Linked DNA regions of Mus musculus: all the other regions are linked to region 3. The links are chromatin contacts, called in public ChIA-PET, Hi-C and HiCAR-type maps. All regions are on one chromosome and are shown on one strand. Each heading gives the region's core, a stretch centred on a gene start, on an enhancer-like site or on the middle of the called end of the contact. The rest is flanking DNA. Distances are from core to core; before and after follow the strand shown. Region 1 has its middle 120 kb from the start of Gm46516. Region 2 holds the start of Sntb1 (syntrophin, basic 1). Region 3 holds the start of Deptor (DEP domain containing MTOR-interacting protein). Region 4 overlaps Sntb1 (syntrophin, basic 1).

Region 1 (6,816 bases), core at 1,295-3,794, 930 kb after region 3:
ACTGACTCTGATTCTAAGAATACAAAGAGGTTCAAGGCTTGTTTTGTTTTGCTTGGTTTTAGATTGAGTTATGTTGGCTAGTTACCAGTGACAACAGTTACATAATTATTAGGACTAGTGTTGCCATTTAGATTGGGATAAAAATGACGAAGTAATTAAATTAGCATTTTTAGAGGATGAGATTCCTAGAATAAATAAATAACATTAAAGTAAAAAAAATGAGTTTAATGAGTTTAAAAATTCACTAATCTTTATTTCTACTGAAAAGAGGTGGCATGAGTCTATATATAGCATGCGCTATTCTTTATAAAAATTACACATTTCCTCAGTATGTCTTTTGGGGAAACCAGTAAGTGTGTCTGTTCTGAGAGAAAGAAACTCTGGGTTCTGGGAACATGAAGTCTATATTTTGTTTCTGTCTGAAAGGAATCAGGTTCCTTGGAAAAGTGATAGATTCTATAGGTGGGGCAGAAAATATTTGTGATGAATGTGAAATCATGATCAGAATATGTGTTAACCTCAAGAAGCCCCACTGGCTCGAGATGGAGAGAAGAAGCCCCAACATTTAATGCACCAAATATGGAAAATGGGAAAGAGCAAAGGTCCTTGGGAGGGTGTTGGGCAGCAACCTACTCTTTGGAAAAAAAAAAAAAATAAAGAGTAGAGCATTTATCGTACCGCTTATTTGTTTTTCTTTTGTTTTATATCACTCAATTGAGGAGGGGGAAACTCTTCCTTCAAATTCTTCTGGCTAACAGATTTTGCAGGAACGACATAGAATGTCTCCACTTTGCTAATTCTAAAGGATGCTGGACCTAGACAATGATCATCCATGGACCACTAACTAATGAGTGACAGGAACCCTGACCATGGAGGCTTATCAGATGAACATTTTCCCTGCTCACTGATCAGTTCTAACATCAGCAAGTGGGGAGAGCTGGAATCATGGGAGTCCTGAGACAAATACAACTGAAACGGGGTCAGATCCTCCCTACACAGAGAATAAACTCTGTACTCTAATCACACGTTTGTATTAATTGTGCATGGTCACAGAAGAATAAATTATTTGACAGTATAGCATCAGTGCACCTATTATTTGAAACGTTCTATGGCCCAAAATTTCCATTTTCTTTTCAGGACAGAGGAACACGTGCATGGCAGAAGGCCAAGGGGAAGTACTATGAACCCCCAAGGACAGGGGAGACTGACACCAATGAGCTCAGTGGATCCTGAGCTGAACAGTCCAGAGGGAAAAGTGCATTTTGGAGGACACTCGGGTCCATTTGAAAGATGGCTTGCTTATCAGATTGTATACCATGATTATTAAATGTATTTTGCGTGATAGTGAGCGAGCTCTGAACTCTGGTCTACTAACAACACACAATGGCAGGCCTAGAGTTAAAGAGACACAGTATCTGGGCTAAGCTTATTACAAACACAAAACGATACATGAAACAAGGTAGGTCTGATTCAGACTGGGCTTTTCGGTTCCTATAGAGCATTCTTTGAGGGGTCACTTGAGGTGAGAAAACAGAATTTGGGTAAAATGAATGCAAAAATAATAAAAGGGAAGCTATGCTTAGCAGCATTGTCTTTGACGGGTAGCTATTTTGGCTAATATTAGATTATACTCAAAAGTACCAGAAATACCCCTATTGCCCACGTCAAGATAAGGACTTCATTGTCAAGGCCTACCAGTTCCTTGAAGAACTTCCTTCTGCTTCAGAAACCATCTTGATTACTGATGAAGAAGACAGGGCAGTGGGGTTTGTGTCTCTGCTTCTGTGGCAGCTGTGTTATCATGTCCTTTCTGTTCTCATTAGTCAACCAGAGCCGACTATTGGTCAAGAGAACTCTACCCAGCTCAGTGGAAGTTGGTTCCTTTAGGACAACCCACTGTTTTTTCCTTTTTCCTTTTATTTTTCTTCTTCTCCCAGGAAAGTCTTCAGATATTTTATCTAGTTCAAATCTCATCAATGGGAATCCCCCTTTCTTCCCTTTTGTGCGTTATCCTTGAGTTTATGTAAGGTGAGCAATTTTAAGTCCTCCTGAATGAAGCAATCTGGGCTAAAGTTAGAAAAAAAATATGAGAGAGAGAGAGAGGGGGGGGGGGTGGGGGGAGAGGGAGAGGGGGGGAAGGGAGGGGGAGGGGGAGAGGGATCGTATTGTCCAAGGCGCCTTCAAATATGCTCGCACAAACCACGTGACACAGACTCTTTGCTCCAGTAGGTTTTTATCCTTCTTGTATCATTAGAACAATCAAACTCTAGTGTTAGACCGACAGAAGATGGCAATGTATTAGTATTTCCTCACACTCTGCCTAGAGGGAATTTTGACCCCAGAAAGCAGTTCTCTGGCAGGAAACAGTGGGAGAAGACATGAAGTGAGACAATAGAGAGGATTTTCCAGGCTGTTTATCTACCCACCACCATGTTTTCCTGGGCACAGATCTGAGCCCTTAAAACCAAAACAACCTAGACTGAAAAGGTAACACAAAACATTCCCCGCGGCCATGGCTACGCAGTCCCTTGGTATTGCTGCCATCTATTGGCACCAGGTGGTAACACCGGACAAAGTGAAGCCCTAGGGTGTTTGGTGTTTGTTTCCCTGAATACCAATGGTCCCACAGGTAGAACAGACTTACTTCAGAGAGGGCGGATCATATGATAAGACTTTAGTGGTGAAAATATATGTATGTGATATATATTCTTGAGAAGGGCTGTGCGTTTGTGCTATCTTAACGTGCCCCCAAAGGGCTCCTACCAGCTGAAGAGACTAAACAGGGTAGGATTAATACCCACGAAAGCCAGTGGAATAACCTTCGCAGTTCTTCTGTGTTACAGCAGAGAATCCCATGGCCCTTTGCGGCAGGTTTTAGAGGATGGTAAAGATTTGTCCCATCTGAACGATTACTGTAAGTGTTGGGTTGTACTAAACTCATCATTATTTGAGGAAAGTGGTCTTTATTCAGTTTCTGTCTGTGTACCCAGTGGCTCAAAGTCTCTAAGCCATAGGGATTTTCTTGATCTTAGGACAGAGTCATGAGAACCTCTGGGTAAAGTGTTAGGACTATCACCCTACAGTGCATTTTCCCACTCTTCTGGATTCAGGCCAACAGTTAACGTTAATTTTTAATGAAATGACCTAACATATTTTAAAACAATTACAACTTCTTTGATTAGTAGGCAGCTACAGCTTGTGCTTCTTGGCTGTCCTACCTGAGCTTGGCTACCACTCTCCGGGGGGACTCCCCAGGTTTAGTATGTGGCTTGCCTGTGTCATGACACTGGAGACTCCTGCCACAGTTCAGGAGGTATACTGGGGGACATAGAAGCTACTTCAGAAGGAGGGGAGTCATTTAGGCCTTCTGTCTCCATGTCTCCGTTGTAGTTTATGTATATTCATTTAAGAAGCTTTTATGGATGAAATGACCTAGCATTAATTAAACTTATCTTTACAAACAAGATGAGGCGATTCTAATTGAAAAATTTGCTGATTCAACAGAATAAGTAATTACTAAAACCTTGTACCTAAAAATGAAATCAAAGTACAAATAATAGATGATATCAAGGAAGATGGAGAAGAAAGTTCAGAAAAGTCCACACTACTGTAGGTCCTGGTCAGTTTCTGGATAAGGAAAGAAATCCAGGTTAAATCAGGTGAGTCTGTGGGCCTCCTTAGAGATTATAGGGAATCCCCAGGACAACTAGCTGCAGCCTCAGATGATAAGATACACTCACCGTTAATTGTTGAATGAATATACCTTTATTCCAGAAAAAGTCCACTTATATGTTCACTGTAAAAGACATATCCAAGTCGCAAAACAGTACGGTTAGTTTCTGTAAAATGGCCTGAGTAAAAAACACACCAAGAAATTAATATTAAAACTAAAGATAATTTAGCATTATTAACATTAGGTAAAAAAATGAAATAATAAACTAAAATCTGAGAAGTTTGACCCTGGTAAATGCTGACAAAGTAAAAGTATGTAATACTCAGGGGTATTTTACAAATTTAATAATGTAGCTTTGCAAAGAAGAAAGCAAGAGCCCAGTACTACAAAGGACAAATTCATAATTCTACTCTCATTATAAGATATTTTAAGAAATTTACCTCAATACATTTTAAAAAGACAGTGATCAACAATTAAAAAGAAAAAAAACGAGATTTATACACACAATTAACACACAGAACCCAATACTTTCTAAGCATTCTTTACAAGCTTATAAAAATGGATTTCGTAAGGCCCAGTAATTGATAACAGGAAGATTAAGATCTTTGACCACAGTAGAATAATTAGAACATAAAAATAAGCAGGTGGCTCCCCAGACCTACACTTTCCAGAATAGGTACTTTTCAGGAGAGCGGAGTTTGGGTGGTAATCCAAGCAGTCTAGGAATCAGGCCAGTGACAGCATAGCCACTAACTTCACCCTAAGCTGCATGAAGCCATGTGCCTGACCAGGCCGTCTCATGGTGAGGGAGGGCATTTGCTTTTAGCTTAATGGTCCCTTGTGACAGAAAGAGTGCCATCCATCAGAGGTGCCGATCAGGTACCAGAGGCTCGTCTGTGGACTATGAGCCTCCGTGATCAGACTGCAGAGGTGTGGCCAAAGTTGGTATCATACATTCTGGCCAGTGGAAAAACAATAGGCAAAAAGTACCCCATTAGAGAGGAGCTGGATTTGAGCATGAGTTTCATTAATAGCTCAATTATAGAGTTAGGACTTCTCATTCAGAATGACCTTGGCTTTTTTGTTCACTCATTGGGTAGGGAAGTCCTATAATCATTTCCCTGAAAACATCATCAAGTGGAGAGGAAGTGATTAAGGAACTATTTATAGAATCTCAGCAGTCTCTGGGATTTGAAGTTAGCTACCAACTTTATAGCCTTTGTTAGCAAGAGGAAGCTAAAAGATCTGAGAGTGGACATTGATCCGAGGGTTGGCAGTGCAATGCATTTGGTTGTCCTTAATCTTATATTGAGATTCCCCTTCCTCATTTTTTTTTTTTTTTGAGGGAGAGCAGCAAGTAGATTATCCTGGTTACTAGGCAAAAATGCAGGACTGTCATGAGTCGGGATTGAGGACAGAGGCGAGAAGGAAGCCTGGGACTGGGAGGTTAGGTTATAGCTATTTATTCATAAGTAGTAACAAGTAGCAAAATGGGATCACATTCTTTCACACACACACTTCACTAACCTCCTGTCTGGCCCAATGTCATAGATGGTGGCACATCAGGTAAGATTTGCAAGATAGTGGACGTCTGGGTAGGTTGATCTCAGCATGATGGCATCTCCATGGGACTCTGGGAGTGAGTGAATTGGGATGGCTAGACTGGGGTTTTTAAGCTACTTTTATCCAATCATAATTAAGGCGTTCACACATTACTTCATCTTTATTGAACTCATACACCCACCAAACTCTAGTTTTGGTTTCCAAGCTTACATTCACCCACGGCTTCTTTATCTTATTCCTTACTGGGGCCAAGCTAGGACTTTAGTAAAAAGGAATCCTGTGATCTGGGGTTTGTGTACATCTGAGTGCAATAAGGACTGGAAAACATCTTTCAAATATTAGATCTCAATTTCCCAATACCCCCAAAACCCACCCCTGGAAGTTTAGTGCATGAAAGATGCTCTGTGGGAAACTCCAAGAAATACAGTGGAGGAAAATTCATATTTTTCTATTGAGCCATTTGTCATACAGAATTCAGTGCATCCATCATGACTGTGTTACTAAACTGCCCCTTCCTAAGCACCTATAATACTCTAGGACCCCTTTGTATCTCATCTATAACATTCAAAATGACTTTTATTACATAGGAAGACAGTATAGCTTAAGCAGGTTTAATGGATGGGCTAATATCACACAGCATGTAAGCTGAAGAGATGCTTTTGTTAACTAAGATGTGTCTATTTTCCTAGGAAATTGCATCAACACATCAATTTCCTGCATTTAGAGTCAAGGGTTGGGCGGAAATCAACTGTTTTTTCATCATTCCTAACTGAAAAGATCCTTACAGTTCTGGTGGGATGGTAGCTCAGTGGTAGAATGATGGCCCAGAATTAATCACCAGAACTGTAAAACAAACAAACAAACAAACAAACAAACAAAACAACAAAAAACCACCATCATCAACCTAACAAAACCAAAAACAAACAAACAAAAACCAAAATCAAAACAACCACCAAAACCAAAACCAAATGAAACAAAACCAAACAAAACAGACAAACAAACAAAACAAAAACAAAGAAACTAACCATAAGACTTGCTTGTTTTCTCAGTAAACGCCTCTTCTTTCCGGAAGGGAACTCAACACAGCTGTTTAGTGATTGGTGACGTTGGAGAGGAGCCAATATCTTCTTCACATGGAATCCTGTGCCTTTTGTGGGAGATCTTGAACAGGGCTATAGGGAGCTTTGCCATCAATCATACAAACTGTTCCCTTCTTGGGGAAAAACACGTGTTCATAAATTACATTCCCCTGGGTACAAGAGAGAATGGTCATCTCTGGTGGTATAAATTTTGAACGGCTCGAAATGAATGTGGAACCACCAACTCCCAGAAAGCTAGCCGTGGAAGAGGTAATGGGGCATTTAATTGAAAATAGCAGACACCATCCTGATCCTTGATGATTAGTTTTGGAATATATTATATAATCTGAACAGGACATATTCCATTTCCTAATTATTTTCTTAGGCATGTAAAAATGATTTTGTACCTCCTTGCTTCGTCTAAGAGAATAAAAGGAGTGTTCTGCACAGACTCTGTGCTTAGAGAGAAGAAAGTTTATAGTTTAAATGATTGTTTAGAAG
Region 2 (6,874 bases), core at 4,110-6,609, 790 kb after region 3:
ATACATTTCATTACTGTTTTATTAATTCATGGAAGAGAAAGGCTGAGGAGATACTTCAGTTGGCAAACTGCTTGCCTGTAAGGATGAGGTCCTGAGTTCAGTTACCAGGGCCCAGATAAACAGCTGGGGATGGACAGAACACTTCTGCCATCCCACTTCTGGGAAAGCAGAGCCATGAGGGTCCCGGCTGGCTGGGACTTCCTGGCTGGCCAGTCAAACAGATTAGTGAGTCCAAGGTTCAGAAAGATTGAGACTCTGTCTTGAAAACTATCAGGGAGAGTTGTTGAGGAAGAGAGTTGATATTGAACTCTCTCTTGCTTTCAAACACACACACACACACACACACACACACACACACACAGAGTCATGTCCTATCCAACAACACAGGGTTTTGGTCACACTGTGTGAGTGATTATATTTTAGAATTATAGGACTCCATATTTACTCGCATGGCTTCCTATGTGATATCTGCTTTCTCTCTTTAAAATGAGAATACAAAATTTTCTGATCTTAATTTTAATGAGTACTTGGTTAACACATTAGCTTACTTGCTGTGGCTGATTTACAATTTAAATTAGAATGAGAACTTGCACTCCTGGCTGGCCATGTGTTCAATGCTATCCCGAGGAGTTCTGCTCTCTCTGTAGTAGCTTTGTTTTGATAGTCAGATGTTTATTACATTTGACTTATAAAGCCCTGTCCTTCTTCATGTCCCTCCCATCTGAGTAAACCACACAACCGTTTCCTGCTCAGGGCTGCCTCAGACCCTTTACCATATTTAAGAAGTGGGGGAAAGTATCAGGAGCCCAGCAACTTCAGATGGTTCAACAACATGGAAGCCTGGTGAAGCTTGGGCTGGGCCTTACGTGGAGGATAGTTGAGCTGGGACATCAGATAGACTTCATACCTTCTAGCTATGTTATTGTGGCTCTAGGTAGATAACATAATGCTTTTGTTTCCTCATTAGGAAAGAGAACAACAACAGTATTGGCCTCATGGAGTTGCCAAGCAGATGAAAACAGAGCCTGGCACAAGCAGAATGCTCAAGAAATGCTAGCTAAGTCTCTCTCTCCACGATATGGTTAACTCCCATGGCCTCTGAAGGGCTTGTCTTCCAGCGCTGGTGTTTTGATGCAGATAGACGGATAGACAGATGGATAGATAGTAGATAGATAGGTAGATAACTAGATAGATTATAAATAATAGATTATGGATGACAGATAGATATAGATGGGTAGATAGATGGTGATATCAGAAATTGAGAGTCAAAATAATTCCTTTTTCCAAGAAATTCTAATTAAGAAATAACAACTTCAATAAGTAGAGCAGATTACCCACTTTAAACAGGGCATTTCTTGTCAATTTTATTGAAGCTGAGTACCTGCATCCTTATATTCTTAGTGCGCAGTTGTACAAGGTCACCCTATGACGTAAAGAGGTGACCTTTTCCTTATTTGTACTTTGCAGAAGACACTGACATTGTGCTAGGTTATGAGAATGTAAAATGGTGTGGAGGTGGCTCTAACAAGTCTCCTCACTGGGAATCTTTGCTTTATGCTAAATGACAAAAGGGAGGGTTATGATGTTTGAGCTGATGGTATGTGACCACTCCCACATCAGTGAGGACCACAGAGGACAATAAACACTTGGTTTCAAATAAGAGACACTGAGTTTGGTGCCTGAGAATGAATTTTGGTGGTAGAATATTTGCCTAGAATGTGCAAATCATTAGGCAACATCTCTAGCTAGGTGAGGGTGTAAAGGTGAGAAGATGTGGTGAGAAGGCAGGATACTGTTTGAAGTCATACCTTCCTTCATAGCATCACTAACTAGCAGACAATAATTGAAAAGTTGGGCTAGGGATGCCCAGGTCTCCTCCAGATGTCCTTACTGCAAAGCATGATGCAGTGTTCTTTAGAATGTCTCTAGAGAGCTTTTTACAGAACTCATTTTCTGGTCACTCTTTAAGAAGTACATGACCCTTTCTCTCTCTCTCTCTCTCTCACACACACACACACACAAATACACACACATACACACATATATACACACATATATACACACACATACACATACATACATACATACACACACACATATATACATACACACATACACATACATATACATACACACATATACATACATACATGCTCTCTCACACACACACATATATGCATACACATACATACACACATATACACACATACATACATATACATACACACATATACATATATATATACATACACATGTATACATACACACATATACACACATATACTCATACATATACATACATATACATACACACATATACACATACACATATATACACATACATACATATACATATGTATATACACACACACATATATATATACACATACACACATACACACATATACACATACATACATACCATACATATACATATGTATACACACACACACACACACACATATATATATATATATATACATACATACACACACACATATATATATATATACACATACACACATACACACATATACACATACATACATACCATACATATACATATGTATACACACACATATATATATACATACATACACACACACACACACACACACACTCCTTTTTCTAAGATCATTTTCAACTCCAGGTTGTTTCTTAATGTCCTTGGCAAGTTATTATTCATTAAATTCATGAAATATTCAGAGACAGGAAGAAGGGATGTAGTAAAGGACATGCCTGAAGTAAAATATGATTATTTGTCACCCCTTCCATCTGCATTTTCAGTATTGATTACAAACTGAGCAGGCACCCAGAAGTTTATAGTCCAAGCTACACTCTCACAAGATCCCACCTGTCCCTTGTCACCCAAACCAACACATTCTTGATCAAGAATTTTTCTCCTCTTTACTTATGTTAATCATCAAGCCAAACCAAATAGCCTTCTAGGTTCTGGATTCGGGGGCAGTGAATTAAATATGAAGACATCACAAATCTTCTAGACAAATCAAAATAAAATAAAATTAAAAAAAAGAAAAGCCCCTTTGTGTTCCAGGTTAGGAGGCAGACACATATTGCCAGTAGTTTTCATCTGCTGTCACATGCCAAGCAAGTTGGCTTCCCAGAGTCACACATCAGCACGACAGTTGGGTGAACAGGGAACTGATTACATTTTAGTTTAAGGGCTTAAGTCAATCACCACCACGTTATAAAGTCTAGGTTGGAATAGTGTCTCAGTAGCTGAGTTAATTTACTCCCTCAACCTGCATGCATGTCACTGAGGGATACAAGCTCCGGAGAGCCCCCTATCCAAATAAAGGATCTCTGAACAACTCAATCTGTAGTTAGGAAGAAGCTGAGAAAAATCGATGAAATTATCACGCAGTGTGAGTGCCAGCCAAAGTGTGTACTAAGAGTTACAAAGACAGAAAACCAGAGCTGGGGCAAAGGAAACGCTCAGAGTCCCCCACCCCCACCCCCATATTGCCACATCCAAACTGGTACTTCCTAGTCTATACCCATTGGATGATTATAGAGTTGAAGACACCAGATTTTCAGAGAGCGTTTCGAAAGTTCTTCATATTCATGGGCAGGGAAATCTGTTTACAAATGCAGAGTGGATTTCACACTTCTCCAGGAGACACCAGCAGAAAAAAGAAAACACTTCACCAGCTCTCCACCCAGGGGAACCTGGAATCCGGACTGACCGGCTGAACACCCTGCAGTGGAAGTGAACTTGTGCCTACATTGGCAACATCTTTCCCAGCCTTTGGCACTACTCAAAGCTGCACAGCCTCATGGACTCTCTCTGGTGCTGGAGGGAAGGGAAGCAGGAACGGGTGGCTGAGTTTTAGCATTCAAATACTGCCACCTCTCTCTGGCTTTTATTTTTATTTATTTATTTATTTGTTTATTTATTTATTTATTTATTTATTACCTCTCAGGTCTTCACAGCTGGATTGCCTAGGCTGTGAAAATTTTTGCCAAAGTAGAAAAGTACTAGAGCTGCCTAGAGTCAGTGGCCCTGCTTTACAATGTGGGCAGATGCAAATTCCGTCCACTCTCCATTTCCCGGTCCATTTCCCAGACTCCAAATTACATTTGGATTGTCCGCAGATAAAAATATGAAACCACGTGTACCGATAAGTATGAAACTTCCGACACCAGTGCACTAAAGCACTTCATCCAAGCCAGGAAAACCCAGGCACTCCAGTGTTTTAGTACAGCGCCCTGGGTCAGGGCCAAAGTGAAGATGAGTTTGCCCCCAGGTAGTAAAAGTTGTCAAAAAAGAAAGTCGTGCCACTGCTTTTGCAAAACACAGGCACTGTGGGGTTCTAGGGCTTTGGGGCAAGTGGCTGGTGAGTGTGAGTGTGCTGACGCGCAGAAGAGTAAGTGGAACTGCGGGATAAGGCCGGCGCAGGGTTAACCCCTTACCTTCCAGCAGCACTTCCTTGCCTGCGCGCTTCAATGCCTGCACTGCCTCGTCGTGGGTGGCGTCCCGCAGGTCTGCTCCGTTCACCGACAGGATGGCATCGCCCACATACAGGGCTTGGGTCTGATCCGCTGCCAGCCCCTTGAAGATCTTGCTGATGAGTATGGGCATCTTGTTTTCCTTGCCCCCTTTGATGCTAATGCCCAGCCCGCCCAGCTCCTGCTTCAGCACCTTCACGCCCCTCTTCTGGTTTGAGATGGACTCAGGTACCTGCTCCGGGAGGTCGGTGAAGGCGGTGCGGACCCCGGCGGGAGAGTCCGGGGCTTGAGCGACACCGGGGACCGGGTGCCCGGTCCCGGAGCCCCTGCAGAACGAACCATTGGTGGCAGCCCCTATGCCGTTGTACGCCGCAGCGCCCTCCTCGCAGCTCAACACCAGGGCGTCCTCGCTCAAGTTCACCAGAACTTTATGCCAGCGATCCCGCACCAAAACTTCCAGCAGTCCGCTCCGCTGCGCCCGGGCGCCTCCACCGCCAGCCGGCGCAGCCACAGCCGCTGCCGCTACCGCCATCTTTCCAGCATTCTTAAAATGCCATGTGATTGCAAACGGGGGAAAAGTAGAGAAGGGGTGAGGATGGGAGGACTCAGGGTAACCGAGGCACGGAAGAAGCAGATGCCTGGCAGCGCGCGCTCAGACCCCGGACTCCACTCCCCGTGTTCGCGGCTGCGCCGGGCGCCAGTTGCAGCGGCGGAGCTTGTTCCCCCTCGCCTGATCCTGGGCGGGGTGGAGCAACCTAAAAGAAGACGGAGAGCCCTCGACAGGGGAGGAGGGAAAAAAGCCAGCTGCCAGTTGCAAAACCCCAAACCGAGAGGAGCCTAGGAGCTGCGGAGCGGCCAAGTGCTGTAGAGAATCGGTAGGAGGAGGCAAGGGCGGGGACCCGGAGCCCCAGCCGCTCACCTGTTCGCCACTGCAGCGTCACACTCCCACGTCGCGCTGGCTCAGACCCGGGTGCCTCAGTTCTCAGCCGCACCTTGCCGCAGCTCCCCCAAACCTACCGGGTCACAAACCACTACCCCAACCCCGCCGCCACCCCCTTTTCTTCTCAACCCTCTATTTTCGACGGGTTTCCACACTCACCTTTAGTAGGTGCGCTCACTCTATCCTCTTGAGTCAACTCCCCTCTCTCCTCCCGCAGGTGTTTGAAGATCCAAGTCTTCCTCAAACCAGACCTTCGCTGCCTCAACTCAGTCTCCCTCCACCCCCATCCCAGGACTCTGGGAAGGAAACTACAGAGAGAGAGAGAGAGAGAGAGAGAGAGAGAGAGAGAGAGAGAGAGAGGAGGGAGAGGGAGAGGGAGAGGGAGAGGGAGAGGGAGAGAGAGAGAGAGAGAGAGAGAGAGAGAGAGAGAGAGAGAGAGAGATCCTAGGCTGTGCCAGAAGTCAGGGGAAAACTGTCACAAGAACATAGAATGAAGCCTCATCAAGCCACGTACTCCTATCCTCTAAGTCAATGCAAGGCATCTTTTGGGGGAGTTTGAAGACAAGAGGGCTTTCTTTCAGTACCTACCCTGAATTTCAACGGGGCACTGTCTGCCTCATCTTCAGGACACAGTGTCTAACTCAGTGTCTGCTCTTTGCATTGCTCCATACTTCCCCCAACCCCATCCCCGTGCCAGCCCAAACGCTTCTCAGGGCTCCCTCCTTTGTTCTTAGATTCCATATAGGAAATGTCTTCTTTAAAAGCTAAGAATAGGTTTGTTCTCCAAGTTCCCTGAAAACTGCTTGTTTGGCTCTTAAGCTGCTCTGTCCCAAGGTGATGGCATTGTAACTCTTGGTTCCGTTCCTAGGCCAATCAGGAAATGCCACCTTAACTGTAACCCAAGCCATGGCTGAACATCCCAGAGTTCTGCTAAGCAGGTCCCACACAGTTCACTTAAACTGTGTTAAGACTTACTGGTCTTCCTGCTGTGCCCTCTCCTTTCTCCAGATGACAAAATAAAAAGCAGAATCTGTTAATTCTGGAAGGTGAAGCTCCTGATAAGATGCCAGTAGGAAGAGGGTCTTCTGTAACATGCATGTCATCACCCCACTGTGATGGGTATTTGCAGCAAACAGCTCTAGTTCTTTCCAGACTTACTTAATCAAGGATACTTAAAAACTCTCAGGAATCCCCGTGAAGTCCCTGACAGGGATTACAGAACTCAATGAAAATACTTGAGACTTTCTTGAGAAACTGAAGTCACTACAGCTCACACAGGGTGTGCCACTGTCCTGCTCCTGTAAGTTTTAACTTTCTATACTTCAAAAAAAAAAAAATCTTCATTTTTTTTTTCATGTAAACCTGCCCACAACAGGGACAGGAGCCCAGGAAGTTCTTCAGTCCTTCCTGTTGGACTGGGTTAGCCAGGGAACTAACACAGCTGGCACCACTGTTGGAAAGAAA
Region 3 (7,001 bases), core at 978-3,477:
GGAGTTTGAGGCCAGCTTTGGCTACATGAGATGTTCTGTTTCAAAAAGCTAAAACCGAAGATAAAATTAAAAGTTATTTTCCCTTTCAGGTCAGGCATTTCCCTAACTTGAATTTTTTTTTTAGCCTTACATTGCAGTAATTTTTTTAAAATTACAGATGTACACAATTTTGTTATTAAAATGTATCTTCAAAACTTTATTTATTGAACTGTTATTTCATGAATGTCACAGACCATCCCTAGAAAGTAAAAATTACTTTTCGTCTTATCAATAGAAAATTGAAATTCAAAGAGCTTTAGTGACTGACATAAAATTATAAACTTGGACAATGGTCGGCGAGGACCAAGATTGCATGGGTGAATGAAACAAATCTCAATATTCTGTATAGTAAGTATAAGATTTAAAACCTGAGAACCAGCAGCTGGGCATAGTGGCGCACGCCTTTAATCCTACCACTCTGGAGGCAGAGGCAGGCAGCCCTCTGAGTTTTAGGTCAGCCTGATCTCCAGAGTGAGTTCCAGGCCAGCCAGGCTGCACAGAGAAACCTTACCTTGACAAACCAAGCAAAAACAAACAGACAGACAGACAGCTGTTACCCTCATTAAGTCTAGGCCATCTCCCTCTGTCACTTAATGTTTATGCTATGGGGCTCTTAGAATACTTTGAACTGAAACCTCTCTCCATTGGTGCATCTTTTAAAATATTTACCTTTGAGGAAAAAATTTACCTTTGGAGGAAAAAATAGAACAGAGCATGGTGTTCAGGTCTTATAATTCCAGCACTTTGGAGACTGAGGCAGGGGGATCAAGGGTTTGATGCTATCCTGGGCTACACAGCAAGATTCTACCCCAAACAATAGTTTTGTTTACCAGAGAATGGACCTTGCAAAGTACTAAATGCTCTACTTTTGTGACCCTAGCAGGTTCAGAGCCTAGTCTTCAGGAATGTCAAGTAACATTCACAGCAGCATATGTTTTGTTATATACTGACACTTCCTGAAGATTGTGACAGTTATCGTAGACACAAGTACCTGTATCTTCCAAAAGGCAAATCCAAAGATACTTCAACAAATGTGTATGGCCGCGGAAGCCATGACTTCCCAGTCAAGCTATGTTGAAGTTTACAAACTAAAAACGAAGAGACACAGTGATGACTTTTAATGAACATGGTAGACCAGCTCGGCCATTCAAATATGTTTAACCTCCTCCTCTTTCTCCTCCTCCTCCTCACCCCCCCCTCCTCCTCTTCTTCTTTTAAAGATTTATTTATTTTATATGTGTGAGTACACTGTCGATGTGGCTGTCTTCAGACACACCAGAAGAGGGTATCAAATCCCATTACAGATGGTTGTGAGCCACCATGTGGTTACTGGGATTTGAACTCAGGACACCTGGAAGAGGAGTGAGTCAGTGCTCTTAACAGCTGAGCCATCTCTCCAGCCCCTAACCTGCTCTTCTAACGGTTTATTGTATTGCTTGCTTTTGTCAGTTAAGCTGTTTTTGGTTTTAGTTTGTTTTATGAGACAAGGTATCTTCTTATCCCAGTCTGGTCCAAACTCATGATCATCTTCTGAAGTTCTGGGAACATAAGTGTGTCGCCATGCCTGCCAAGATAGAGTTGTTTTAAAAACATAACCTAAAACTGAGAATGCTCTTGCCTGCTTGCCTGAGACAAGTTACCTCACCCCTCCGAGTTGCCTTCCCGACGTAAAAGGAATGATATGGGAAACACAAGAGGGTAGCAATTTATCTAAAACATCTTTAATGCAGCAGATGTGGACAAGTGATAGCTACAACTAGTGTAAAAAAGGGATTAAGAGCATTTAGGTAGGAAACCAAAGTAATGAAGCCAGGTTCTTAGTCTTTTTGAACCGCAGGGCAGGATCCTTTATTGACTCCACCATAGGGTAGTAGTAGATGGTCTATAGGGAAAGGGATCAGGTAGCCTGAAATGCCCTTCAGCAATATCCTCAACTGCTCCGTTTTTGAGTAATCTGTTCTCATTTTTATTCTCTACAACTCTAGTATGGAAAATGGAGAAAAACTGCAACATTCCCCAGCATGAGTTTGGGAGTGAAAAAGGAAATATAAAAGAGGAGCGAAAGGCTCAACCTCCTGCAAAAACTCAGGGCTCAGAGCTCCGCCCCGATGTTTTTATTTTTCTCCTTGTCCCCGCCCCCCGACCATGAGAGAGCCCAGGCCACGCCCCCAAGCCGAAGTTCCAGACCCGGACTCGCCGACTTCTCCTGCTTACCCGCAGGGATTCCCTCACCAGCCAATCGCGTCTGAGCCACGGCACCGCCCGGAACAAAGATGGCCGGGGCGGCCTCGGGGAGGGCACATTGATCCAAACGCCAGGCGCACCCGCCGGGACAGCAAAGGCAGAGTGGCAACCGCGCGGTCAGGAACATGGAAGAGGGCAGCAGCGGCGGCAGTGGTAGCAGCGACAGCAACGCCGGCGGGAGCGGCGGGGTGCAGCAGAGAGAGCTGGAACGCATGGCTGAAGTCCTAGTTACGGGAGAGCAGCTCCGGTAAGGAAAGGCACTCAGTAGATGGGCTCTCGATTGCCCTATGCCCGCCGCGGTCCGGAGCGCACACGCCATCTGGCTCGTGGCAGGCGTGTCGCGCGGGGCGTAGGGACAGTTGCGAGCGAGTGGGATGGTTGGGTCGCGCTGCACGGGTGCCTGGCTACTGCAGCCCGGAGGCTAGCAGCTTCAGCCAGGCTGCGGGGACCGATGCCGGGAACGCGCGGTGCAGGCTGCGCCCTAGCTGGACTGCTGCAGCCATGCGTCCCTCCGACTCGCCACCACTCAGTGCGTGCAAACCCCCTTGCCAGGTGTTCCTGATGACTGTCTAGTCTGCTCGCTCCAAAAAGAAGAGATTTCGGATGGGACCCCAGTCCCTGCGCTTCCAGATAGAAGGCTCCAGCACCCATGAGTGCCTTCGGTTCAGCTTTCCTTTTTTTCTAGCAAGACATGCTTCCCTCATTGGAGCTTCAGGTTACTTTTATGTAAAACCTGGAGCATATCTGCGAGTGCTTTGACGGGTTGCTTCTCTTCCAAAACCTTTCCCAGTTCTTTACCTATCCCTTGATTGGCACACTTGGTTTCAGGTGTCACTTGGGTCCGCAAGGGGGCGTGAAAGTACCTTGTTCAGTGCCCACGTTTGGGACCCCGGAGTTGGCCCACCGCCGCGCACTTTTCCTAGAATTACCACTTTCCCATCTCACAGATCCAGGAACAAGCACTTACCCCCAGGGCTCTTTTGACATTCCCATCGCTTCCTGTTCCTTTTTCTTGGGCATATGCTTAAGACTTGTGCTTCCGCAGCTGCCTTGATATTGGGGGTTGTAAATCAGATTGCCACTCCAAATGAATCCGGCTCTGCCAGAACTTGAACCGCGAGCCCAGTCCCACCTGAAAGAAGTGTGCTAGCTCCCTCTAGCTCTTGGCTTGATTTTTCCGGCTTATTTCGGTTTCTAGATGGCTGTTTCCAGACTGGAAGGAGAGTGTTACAGAGGTTCCTGGAGGTCTGGTAAAGCACTTGGCTTTGCAGTGTTCAGTTTGAGGAAGTAGCTGTTGGCAGTCAGGACGGTGGAGTCCAGTGTGACAGAAGGAAAATCACGCATTTCAGTTCCTCGTTAAATCTCAACTGTGTGGCCAAAATTGAAGGGAATTAAAAACCTGTTTTCCTTCATCAAGAGTATTTTGTAATGGAGATGACGTAAAGTTTTTCTGATTTAATTGGACTTTCTTAATAATTTATTGTTTTGTTCTTTACTATATTGCTGTTTGAAAAGGCTTTGCTTGGGTGAGATTCCTTGCTTTTTGTTTCTTTTACAAACATCATTAAGACCCCCAGTCACTTTCTCCTTCTCGATAACTGCTCCTGAAATGCACATTCTTCAGCCTCCCCTGAGCGCTCGCAGGCTTTCCCACCACAAATCTGCAGACCTGGGACTCGGGCTTGGTTTTCTATTCCTCCGCCATGTGGCCAAGTGTTACCGTGACTCTGTTTTGAGGAAGGCTTTGAACCTGACAGAATCCTGGCCTTGCCCTTGACTTGGCTAGTGTAGAGCCTGGGACAAAGATGAGTAACACTAACTTTTACCTGGTAGTGTTGTTATGAGGATTATGTGGCGTTAGTGCAGGCACCGGTGGGTGCTGCTACGCACTATATGATCACTAGCCAGGGTAGCCATGTTTGGACAAATTAATTTACTCGTCTGAGCTATTTCCTCATCTGTAAAGTGGTCATGAAGATGAGAGTATTTCATGGGGTGCTTCTGAGATTCTGACTTCTGGGCTTCCTGTGTTAGTTAGCAATCCCCAAGGGCCTGCAGGAGTTAATTGGTGTCCCTGCTCTCTCTGCACCACCACTTTTGACACAGCCCCTCTGGTAAGATGTGTCCAGAGGGCCTGTGTGTTTGTGAAGGACGGAGGATGTCGGTCCAGGCTACTCAGGTTTTCCTTCCCTCTGCCACCACCACTTGTGGCTTCCAGCTTCTGCCATGTGTTCCTTCTGCGACTTTGGAACAATTGACTTGCTCTTTTGCCTCAGTTTCCTTTTTATAGAAGGGAGAATTAAAAGACAATTGGCTTACCATTTTGGGAGGGCTGAGATGTCACAACCAAATTTGAATTTGAGGGTATGCACCTGCAACCCCAGCACTTGGGAGGTGGGGACTGGAGAACTACAAGTTTGTGGTTAGCCTGCCCTACGTAGTAAGTACTAGGCTAGCAAAGCCCTGCCTTTAAAAACAAACAAACAAACAAACAAACAACTCAGAGCAAATATTAACCATTTAAATTTGATTTGAATTTCACTTTTTGTTTCAATTATTTTAAAGCAAACTTTAAAAGCTTACTGTAGGCGGGGAGAGGCAGGAGATATGTGTGCCAATGTAAAAGGTCAAAGAGCACATTTCAGGGGCTGGTTCTCTCCCTCCCAGTTGGCATAAGCCCCAGGATCAAATTCAAGGTTGCCAGGAGTTCACAACAAGCAGCTGTAACTACTGAGCCACCTCTCAGGCCCAGCACAGTGGCTGGTGGCTGTAATCCCAGCACCCCCCGGGGTTAGAGGCAGAGAGGTTAGGAGTTAAAAGTCATCTTGGATACATAGTGAGTCTGAGGCCAGCTTAGGTGGGCTCGTGGGACCCAGTCTCAAAATAACAATAGCAAAACAAAGTTCCCTAACGCTTAGATTTTGGCGACTGCGGTGGCCATGTGCCTGGTGTTAGGAGTCTGCTCATCCTCACTGTAACAGCCAGGATGGATTCTTCCATCCCAACTGTGTTCATCTTGTATGATTCCTGACATCTAGTGATGCTCGGCCTTTCTGCCTCTGGTCGCTTCGCACCGCAGGTAAAGCTGCTCTGGCTTACATTTCTGTGTCAGCACAGTGAATAGCAGGTGATTAAAAAAAAAAAAAAAAGCGGGGAGGGGGGTGTTCAAGACTAGCGTGTGAAAGAAGTTTCACTTCCAGCTTGAGTTGTGTCCAACTTCTTTCCCACTTTTTAGAGACTGGGTCATACTCTATGTAGCCTACTCTGACCTAGAACTCATAGCAGTCCTTCTGCCTCAACCTCCCAAGTGCTGGGATTACAGGTAGGGAGCTACCACACCTAGCCCCTCTTTTCTGTTTCTGCAGTTTGTTCTCTTGGGGGAAGCTATTGAACCCCAGATCTCTTGGCCCTTTTGCCGGCAGAATGGAGATAGTCCGTATTCTCCAGCGTCCAATTGTGGGATTGGACAAAATGGGCTCCAAGCTGGAAAGAACCCCGCACATTAAAGCGATGAGCTTAGAAGACTGCTGTGACCATTGTTGGTTCCAGCTGTGGAGCTGGCACGCTGCGTGAGGCTGACACACGGACGACAGAAGTCACCACACACACAGCCTCTTTCTTTTCCAGTAGGCTGTTCCCAATTCTCTTCACGTTCTTCCCTCATCTTAAAAGAGTTTGCTTCCTGGCCCAGAAGTTCTTTTTTTCAAACAGAATAAAATAAAACAAAACAAAACCACAACAAAATCAGACTTTCATACAAGCACATATTATGTGTTTTGATTGAACTCATCTCTACTTCTCTTAACTTCCCCTAGGTTTCCTATTTATTTATTTATTAAGATTTATTTATTTTATATATGTGAGTACACTGTTCCTCTTTTTGGACACAACGGATGAGGGCGTTGGATCTCATTACAGGTGGTTGTAAGCCACCATGTGGGCGCTGGGAATTGAACTCAGGACCTCTGGAAGAACAGTCAGTGCTCTTAACCACTGAGCCATCTCTCCAGCCCTCATTTGTTTTTTCCTTCACGATTTCATGTATTCTTTTTCAAATTTAGTCCACTTACTAGAGCCAGCTTGCATGCGTAGGGCCAACCACTGCAGCGTGAGATATCTCCCGGGGGCTGCAGCACTGAAGAAAACGGATTCTCCTCTCCTGTCACATCTGGAAGAGCCTCTTTCTCAAGTCATTTTCTTTCTCTGGCTCTTACAGTCTTTCTGCCCCCTCTTCTACCATGATACCTGCACCCTAGGATTAGGGGGCATGACGTAGACATCCCATTTACACTGAGTGTTCCCCAGTCTCTTTTTCTCTGCACATTGACCAGATGGGAGTCTGTATTGATCATCCTTCTACTGTAAAAGCACTTGGTGGTGACTGTGGCAATTACATTAAAAACAATACAAGCCTATAATTCTAGCACTAGAAGGTGAAGGGAGGAGGATCAAGGTGTTTAAGAACTTGGCTACAGGCCGGGCGTGGTGATGCACACCTTGGATCCCAGCACTTAGGAGGCAGAGGCAGGCGGATCTGAGTTCAAGGCCAGCCTGGTCTACACAGTGAGTTCCAGGACAGCCAGGGCTACATAGAGAAACACTGTCTGGGGGAAAAAAATAAAAAAGAACTTGGCTACATACCAAGTTAAAGGCCAGCTAGGGCTACATGTGACCCTCATCTTAACAACCAAAAACTAATAAATAGGTCAGTAAATAGA
Region 4 (6,847 bases), core at 2,584-5,083, 740 kb after region 3:
GTTGCTATGTTGAAAGCAAACAACTACAGTAACATAATACCATTTCTCATGAAATGATTTGGCAGAGTGTTACAATGCTGGTATCTCAAACTCACCAGATCTCTGGTAATATCCTTTTTCAGCTACCCAAATAAAGTGGCTGGCTACTTTCCAGCACAGTACCACATTTCCAAGCCCACTCTGCCTTTCTCAGTAGCTTAGCTGGCTGACATTTATGGACTCCATCACTCAATCTTACTTGCTCTCTAAATTGCATGTTGTCCGGGCACTTTGATTCCACAGGCACAGCCACTACTTCAAGAGTCTCACCCTCCTAGACATCCTCTAAGACTCTGGCTGTGCAGGACTCTAGGTGATAGCAGAGGCCCCTCCTTGCTTGGCTTCAGTGGTTATTGGTGACAGATTTCTCCCTGTAAATTGGTCTCCATGCCTCTGGTGCCCATGGCTTCCCACTATTGTTGGATCCTTCACCATCTTGATTAGAACTCTTTTGTCTCAAATGAGTTTTGCTCCAGGATGCAGAGACACATCTACTTCCTATCAGGATGTTGCCTCACACAACTGTGAGACAAAGAAAGTAGCATTTTCCTGGGACCTCAGAAGATTTGGGCAACAGAACTACATTCTATCAAGATTTTTCTCAGGTCCCTCCCCTCTTCTCAAGGTCACCAGGGACCCTTCTGTGGTGGAACTTTACCCATCATCAGAATGTCATATAGCTAAAGATGATCCTGAATGTGTGGTCCTCCTGCATCTATGTCTTAAGCACTGGTATTCTAGGACTGGGTCATTGGCACACCCAGTTTTATGAAGTGATAGAGACAGAACTCAGAGATTCATGTATGTAAGGCAAGAACTCTACCATCTGAGCTATACCTCCCCAGCCAGTGGACAGGGTCTTCTTTGTACTTCCTCCACCTATGGGGGCTGTCTCTCTCTCCCCTTACTCCCGAAGAGCAGGCTACCAAGTGAGCTTTGTTTAAGAAACTTAGATGCAGAAGAGCTCCTGTTTAGAGCACAACAGGAAACAAGTTAAAAGTAGTTTCAGATGTGATGCAATTACTTAGCGTAGTCACCTACGCTACAGGGGATTTCAGGCTTTCCTTAAACCCCACACAGGGTTATAAAATACAAGACATGTCTCACCCCCAAATCATCTTCCACTCACCCCCATTTTATACTTCCACAAAGTTTTGTTCTAAGTTGTGCCATTCTGGGGGGTACAATGCCTTGTGTTTTCTCAATCTTATCTGTAAAGACCAGGTCCAGGGGTCTATCTCAGGGTCTGGCAAACCAGAGCTCATCAGTCAAATTCCCCTGGATTTCAAGACATTTTTACTGCAACACAGACATGTCTACTAGCTCCAGATGGTTTATGCTGCTGCAAAGTATTACAGTTATTACATAGATCTCAGAACCCACAAATTCAGGTTTTACTCTCATGCTGTGTGCAGAAAGAAATCACAACCCCCCCTCCCAACTAAAATCTTACACAACTACAAAAAAAGAAAAGAAAAGAAAGCCAAACAGGTGTTTTTGTAAAGAAAAAGATACATTTTTTTCTGTAAGACTAATAGTGCCAATTATCACCATATTAAGATAAATTATATGACCAGCTTTTAAAATAATGGTTTATTACTGAGTGTGATAAACATGGTGTTTCCTATATTTAGACTGTCCCCTGAAGCCACTTTACTCTGGTACAGTTTACTCTCTTTGAATATGTACAGGACTTACAGTCCATTAAAGCCCACCTTTACTCATTTAATTTATGGTAATAAGAGATATCGAACAAATCTTGAGTTACTAAGATGTCACTATGCATACTCTGTTAGTAGGAAAAAATCTAAGCAGCCAGCATCTTATAGAGCCCGTTAGATATTTGAAAAAGTGAGGTCCCCCCCCCCCCAGAGGAAGATGTTCATGGTGTGTATTCAAGTGAAAAACTAGTCATGTGAACATGTAGGATTTAAAGTTATGCCTTAGTTTTTGTTTAAAAACCAGAAGTTGTATGTATGCACATGTATGTACACATACTTACACACACATACATTCACATACAAATCGAACAATCCAGAGCAGTGTGCTCAGTTTTAAACATACTTGTCTCTGGGAAGAGAGATATGAAATGGCTATTTTCTCTCTTTCTTTTGCTAGTCTTTTCCCACAGGAAATAAGTGGACATATTACCAAGCATTTTGTGTTTGGTGAACTCTAGAATAGATATGCTTATCAACATTGGAAGTGCATGGTGCCTATTGATGAAAATTCATGGGATCCATAAATAACCAGAACCATTTGCTCCCCCTTCCTCCTACAACCAGACATCCCCTCAGATAAATGACAGCCCACTGCTGAACCAAATATGTTGTAGCAACAGCCAACATCCTGTTCCTTCTGCTGATGTGAAGACTCCAGCATCCTCTCTATTAGACCAGGAAGTTCTTTGGGGTGGGCTTTCCCCCCACATCTTTTTTAAACCTGCTCTAAAAATATATCTAGTCACATAAATAGAAATGATGGAATAGCAAAAAAAAAATGTAGCCATCAAACTTCTGCGGTCTGGGAACTGTGGTCTGGAAATTAAGCATGAAGGTTCTATTTGCTAAGGCATCTGGCACATGCAGTAATGGTGGAGACTGGATGGTGAAGCGATTAGCTGTCTGGGAAAGTCAGGCTCAGGTTTCAGGAGTTCTGTGGCCCCACTGAATCATTTTTGGAGTAGCCTCTAGAAAATGAAACACATTAGGTCTTCGATTTGCCCACCATCTCAGGACAGAGAATTCCAGAGAAAAAAAATAAAAGCATAGAAATTCCTTCCGGGAGCAAAGCGGTTACCATTTCAGTGCCCAGAACACAAAAATGGTACGGAAACACTGACAACGGACACACACTTTTGTCACCATGTGGTGCAGTGCTCTGGTTTCATTAGACATGGTGGGATGGAAAGATGAGGGGCAGACAGACTCAGGCAACTCTATGCCCAGCCATGCGCCTTCACAGCTGTAGGAACGGGATAAAATGCACCTGTTAGAGCTTGCATTTCCTGTTCGACATACATGAGAGCACTAACACCATTAAAGTGACTTTTGAGGTTGTTAGTAATAATATCTCTCTCAAGTGGTGTGGTACCCGGTGCTCAGTATAAAAACTATACAGGCTGGCTGTAATGTAAATGCACGACACAAAGCAAGCAAATACAAGCCACATGCCATCATTACAGCTATTGTTTTTAACATTTGTTACTAGAGTTGTCTTAATTTGCCAGGCTTTTAAAAAATGGAATCAGTGTCAGGTCTTTTTAAAAAAATTAGAGTGGTTTAGTCCAGTGATAAATTAGGAAGTCTTAGCTATACCCTATTTCTAGCTATTTCTTTCAACAATCTGTTTTTTCCCCAACTTTTACAATTAACTCTTGGGAAAACTTGAACACTAAATAGGAAGGAAAATAGTCTTTCTTCTGTGTGCTTCAACCCCAGTTGTGACCAAGGCTGTGTATTAAACTTTCCCTTTCATTGGATGCTAGCAGTTGACCTACTGAAAAGTTTTCTCATTCTGAAGGAGTCTACTTAAATGTATTGATTTTTCCATGTCTCAGAGTTGGTTCAATATACTTAACACGCACGATTGCAGTTCTTCTATACACCCATCTTCTGAAGTTTATTCTACTTTGCTGGCCATGTCCTGTGGTTGCCTGTGTACAGGGAAGAGGTTTTGTCTTGTGGTTGCCTGTTGAATTTTTGGGTTGTTATGAAAGTCTTGTATATAAATGTTGATAAAGATTTGCAAAGAAGGAAACTGAAACAGAATAAGAGGCCGTTAGAATCAAGTGCCTGTCTTGGGTTTTTAGTTGCACAGTATGGCTGGGCGTGGCTCAGTGACTGCTCTCTGGTTCTATGCTGCTACATGCTCTCTGTGACCGGACCAGACCCTCATAAATTTGGATTCTGTTTTCTCTTTGGGGGAAGAGACTGCCTGAGTATTTGAGTCAGAGCAATCATATGGTTCTCCCAAAGTTTTTATATTTTTACTTTATAAACCTCTAGACATCAGGGTTTATGAAGAAAGTATTCAACTTAAATAGATTATTTTAAGCCAGGCAGTGGTGGTGCACGCCTTTAATCCTAGCACGTGGGAGGCAGAGGCAGGCGGATTTCTAAGTTCGAGGCCAGCCTGGTCTACAAAGTGAGTTCCAGGACAGCCAGGGCTAGACAGAGAAACCCTGTCTCAAAAAAACCAATCAAATAAAGCAAGCAAGCAAGCAAGCAAGCAAGCAAGCAAACAAACAAACACCAACACCACCTCTGAGGAAGCCACCACACGTAAGCTAGGTGGTACCTTCCTGTTTATACCTGTCCCATGTCACTTAATCATTTACTGTGCCTATTGTCTCACATCTTTATGGCTACTCCCTGAAGGCAAGCATTGGGGTCTGGTCTCCACTCCACTGTATTATACAGCAACACCCTAAAACCTTCATATTCACAGGACTGAGCCCAGTGTCTGTTACATTGCATGAACACAATAGTTATTCCGAATCCATGCTTTCATCTAAGCAATCATTCAATCATTATGTCTATAATGTGAAAAAAATTCAGTGGGATCATCACTGGATCACAGCACCTGGCTAGCTTGAAATTCCTTCATTAGTGATTTGTCTGTCAAGCTGGCTTTTCTAGGTGTTTCGTAACTCAGATAACACACACGTTTTGTCCGTCTTCACTTCTTCTCAATTGTTGTTCCCAGAGGCAGGCCTCTTTGCTCTGACTTGTAAAAATGGTGCCAGTACAATTTGTAAAATGTTCTCCGAGTCTCTGAAGGAAGATGCTGTAGAAAGGGAATTGATTACAAAATAATTGAATACACTGGGGGTGTATCTGGTTTTCTGTTTAAATGGAATCGACTAAGGAAGGGTCAGGGATGCTCCTTTGTTCAGGGAAAGATGTGAGAAGATAAGGAGGAGAAAGAAGAGGAAGGGATGTTTCCATCTGTCATGAAGTGTCAGGTGGAAAATGAAAGGCAGGCTGCCATCTTCCACGTGGAACCAGGTTTATGCATGAGAAAAGGGAATTCTGATTTAAGTATGGGAAGGGTTCCTGGTGAATACAAATGAACCCTTCCTCCTGGAGCCTCGGCTCCAATATACTACAACTCGGGTGCTGAAACCTCACAGAATAAGCACACAGCTTAAATATGACAGGAGGTTTCCAGGGAGAGAAATCTTACCTGTGATTCCTAGATTTCATTGAATTACCCACCTATTATTGCCAAGAGAACAAGTTGGCTAGGACAGAGTCGTAGTATAAAATGGAGACGTTTTGATGAGGCTAGACAATGCAGGGAGGTTTCATATGTCAGCAAAAGGACAAGTGAGGGAGTTCAGTTACACCAAGGAGGAAATACAGGTGTGTAGGGGAAGGGGAGGGCAGGTAGTGTGGAAAAAACCCACAGCCTTTGAAGTTTAATGAATTCATCTAGGCCAAGATCATGTTGTACATATTAAGACAATCTCGGAGACTATGCAAAGGTGTTTCCTAGTAATGACTGACAACTGGGTAGAGAGAGGGGTCATTTCAGACAGGGTGTTTTTTATGAAACTTCTTGTAGTCATTTTTCTCTGTACCTACTTCCACTTCTTTTTCTTGCAGCAGATTCTGATATCTTTGTGATTTGAAATTTTCCAAGCTACAGCTTATGTGCAAGAAGCCTGTCTCAACGATCATGCCTGCACCTGCCTTGGTGACAACTTTGGCATTGGCATTGGGAGAAAACATCTGGTCTTACAGCTGGCCCCAATTTATCTTTACCTTTACAAGTTTGTCTTGGGATTCAAGGGCTTCTTTCCAATTAACTATTATATAAAAAAGAGAAAACAAAACCAATTCCCCAGCAAGCAGCACCATCAGCTGCCAGTTACATAACCAGGAACCACCTACTTAACCTCTACAGCTTCCATTTATCATTTTTATAAAATGAAAATAATGCCAGTATGAGGACCAAGGAGAAAAAACTTGCAGAACAAATAGGTGCAGTTCCTGCACTCAGTGGGTACCCAACATTGTCGTGGGCAGCTTTTCTAAACTGTTCTCTTTCGCTTACCTTGTTATAGCTCAAACTAGCTATAAGGGTGCAACTTCTCACATTGCTCAATGAATTTTGAATTTCATAGGCCGTCTTGGTATTGTAGCCTGCACCAGATGTTGGTCCCCATACCCCTCACCACCCGTAGCCCATGAACCTCCTTTATAAACTAATTTATCTCATTAAAAAAACATACATAGTAAGAAGGGAAGACAATCAAATTGGAAGAGATAATTAGCAAGAGGCAAGCCTAAATGAACGAGGACAGGTTTAAATGGTTCATTAGACCTCATGGTAATGAGAAAGCCAATTTGATATTGGGGCAAGCACCTTGGCTAGGTTAAAGCTTCTAAAATCACTGGAGTTAGTTATTAATACATACATACATTCATAATACACATATACATATGTATTTATATTTTTTATATGTGTATTATATATGTTTGCATACACATATATATTCTATATACTTTTCTATATGTGATTATACATATATAATTTAAGGGTCTTTTTCTTAACATATGATCATTAATTTCCTCTTACATAAATTGAAAAGTACTCTGGCCAGCTTTATAAGAGCTGTCCTTAGCATTGTAAAATAAATAAATAATGTGCCCTTTTCTAAAATCTTTTTTAGAGTCACTAAGTCTGATCACACATGGGTGTTTCAGAGCCCTGCGCTCACACACACTTGGGCAATTGGTGATAATATGAGACTCGAAGGCTCCTCTAGATCCTAGAGCAGTGGTCCTCAGCCTTCCTAATG

Evidence for each region. Hi-C and Micro-C count contacts between places; a contact is called where the count stands out from the background. ChIA-PET counts read pairs in DNA pulled down with a chosen protein or histone mark. HiCAR-type assays count read pairs that join an accessible place to other places.
Region 1: a contact with region 3 is called in a Hi-C map of the N1E-115 cell line, with 8 times the contacts expected there. The contact joins the enhancer-like site here to the promoter of Deptor in region 3. A contact is called at or near these places in 12 of 39 promoter capture datasets (the 3T3-L1 cell line, 3T3-L1-derived adipocytes, the C10 cell line and 8 more), 24 of 484 Hi-C or Micro-C datasets (the AML12 cell line, the AtT-20 cell line, CD4 T cells and 19 more) and 11 of 115 datasets of contacts at active chromatin or transcription factors (astrocytes, bone marrow-derived dendritic cells, craniofacial prominence and 8 more).
Region 2: a HiCAR-type map of astrocytes shows a contact between it and region 3, with 2.8 times the contacts expected there. The contact joins the promoter of Sntb1 here to the promoter of Deptor in region 3. A contact is called at or near these places in 6 of 39 promoter capture datasets (the C10 cell line, cranial neural crest, hippocampal neurons and 2 more), 1 of 484 Hi-C or Micro-C datasets (CD4 T cells), 1 of 115 datasets of contacts at active chromatin or transcription factors (astrocytes) and 1 of 9 other capture datasets (liver).
Region 4: a contact with region 3 is called in an RNA polymerase II ChIA-PET map of memory CD8 T cells, with 5 read pairs. The contact joins the enhancer-like site here to the promoter of Deptor in region 3. A contact is called at or near these places in 4 of 39 promoter capture datasets (the C10 cell line, liver and pre-B cells), 1 of 484 Hi-C or Micro-C datasets (CD4 T cells) and 1 of 115 datasets of contacts at active chromatin or transcription factors (memory CD8 T cells).

The regions. Positions count from the first base shown.
Region 1 is chr15:56,044,532-56,051,347 of GRCm38.p6, forward strand. No RefSeq gene overlaps it. Among named protein-coding and RNA genes, the nearest start is that of Gm46516, 120 kb to the left of the region's middle. Within about 2 kb of position 2,545, at least 30 of the 459 cell types and tissues checked have an H3K27ac peak or open chromatin away from gene starts, as enhancers often do. A contact at or near this core is called in the N1E-115 cell line, liver and pro-B cells, where this site is marked.
Region 2 is chr15:55,901,590-55,908,463 of GRCm38.p6, forward strand. Sntb1 (syntrophin, basic 1) reads right to left here and starts at 5,360. Exons shown (of 7, transcript NM_016667.3): 1 at 4,435-5,360. The coding sequence starts at 5,002.
Region 3 is chr15:55,110,090-55,117,090 of GRCm38.p6, forward strand. It overlaps Deptor (DEP domain containing MTOR-interacting protein), which reads left to right and starts at 2,228. Exons shown (of 9, transcript NM_145470.3): 1 at 2,228-2,530. The coding sequence starts at 2,409. Gm9920 (predicted gene 9920) reads right to left here and starts at 3,493. Exons shown (of 5, transcript NR_045093.1): 1 at 3,251-3,493; 2 at 2,254-2,507; 3 at 1,031-1,127.
Region 4 is chr15:55,847,443-55,854,289 of GRCm38.p6, forward strand. All of the region lies in intron 1 of Sntb1 (syntrophin, basic 1), which reads right to left. Among named protein-coding and RNA genes, the nearest start is that of Sntb1, 56 kb to the right of the region's middle. Within about 2 kb of position 3,834, at least 51 of the 459 cell types and tissues checked have an H3K27ac peak or open chromatin away from gene starts, as enhancers often do. A contact at or near this core is called in memory CD8 T cells and pre-B cells, where this site is marked.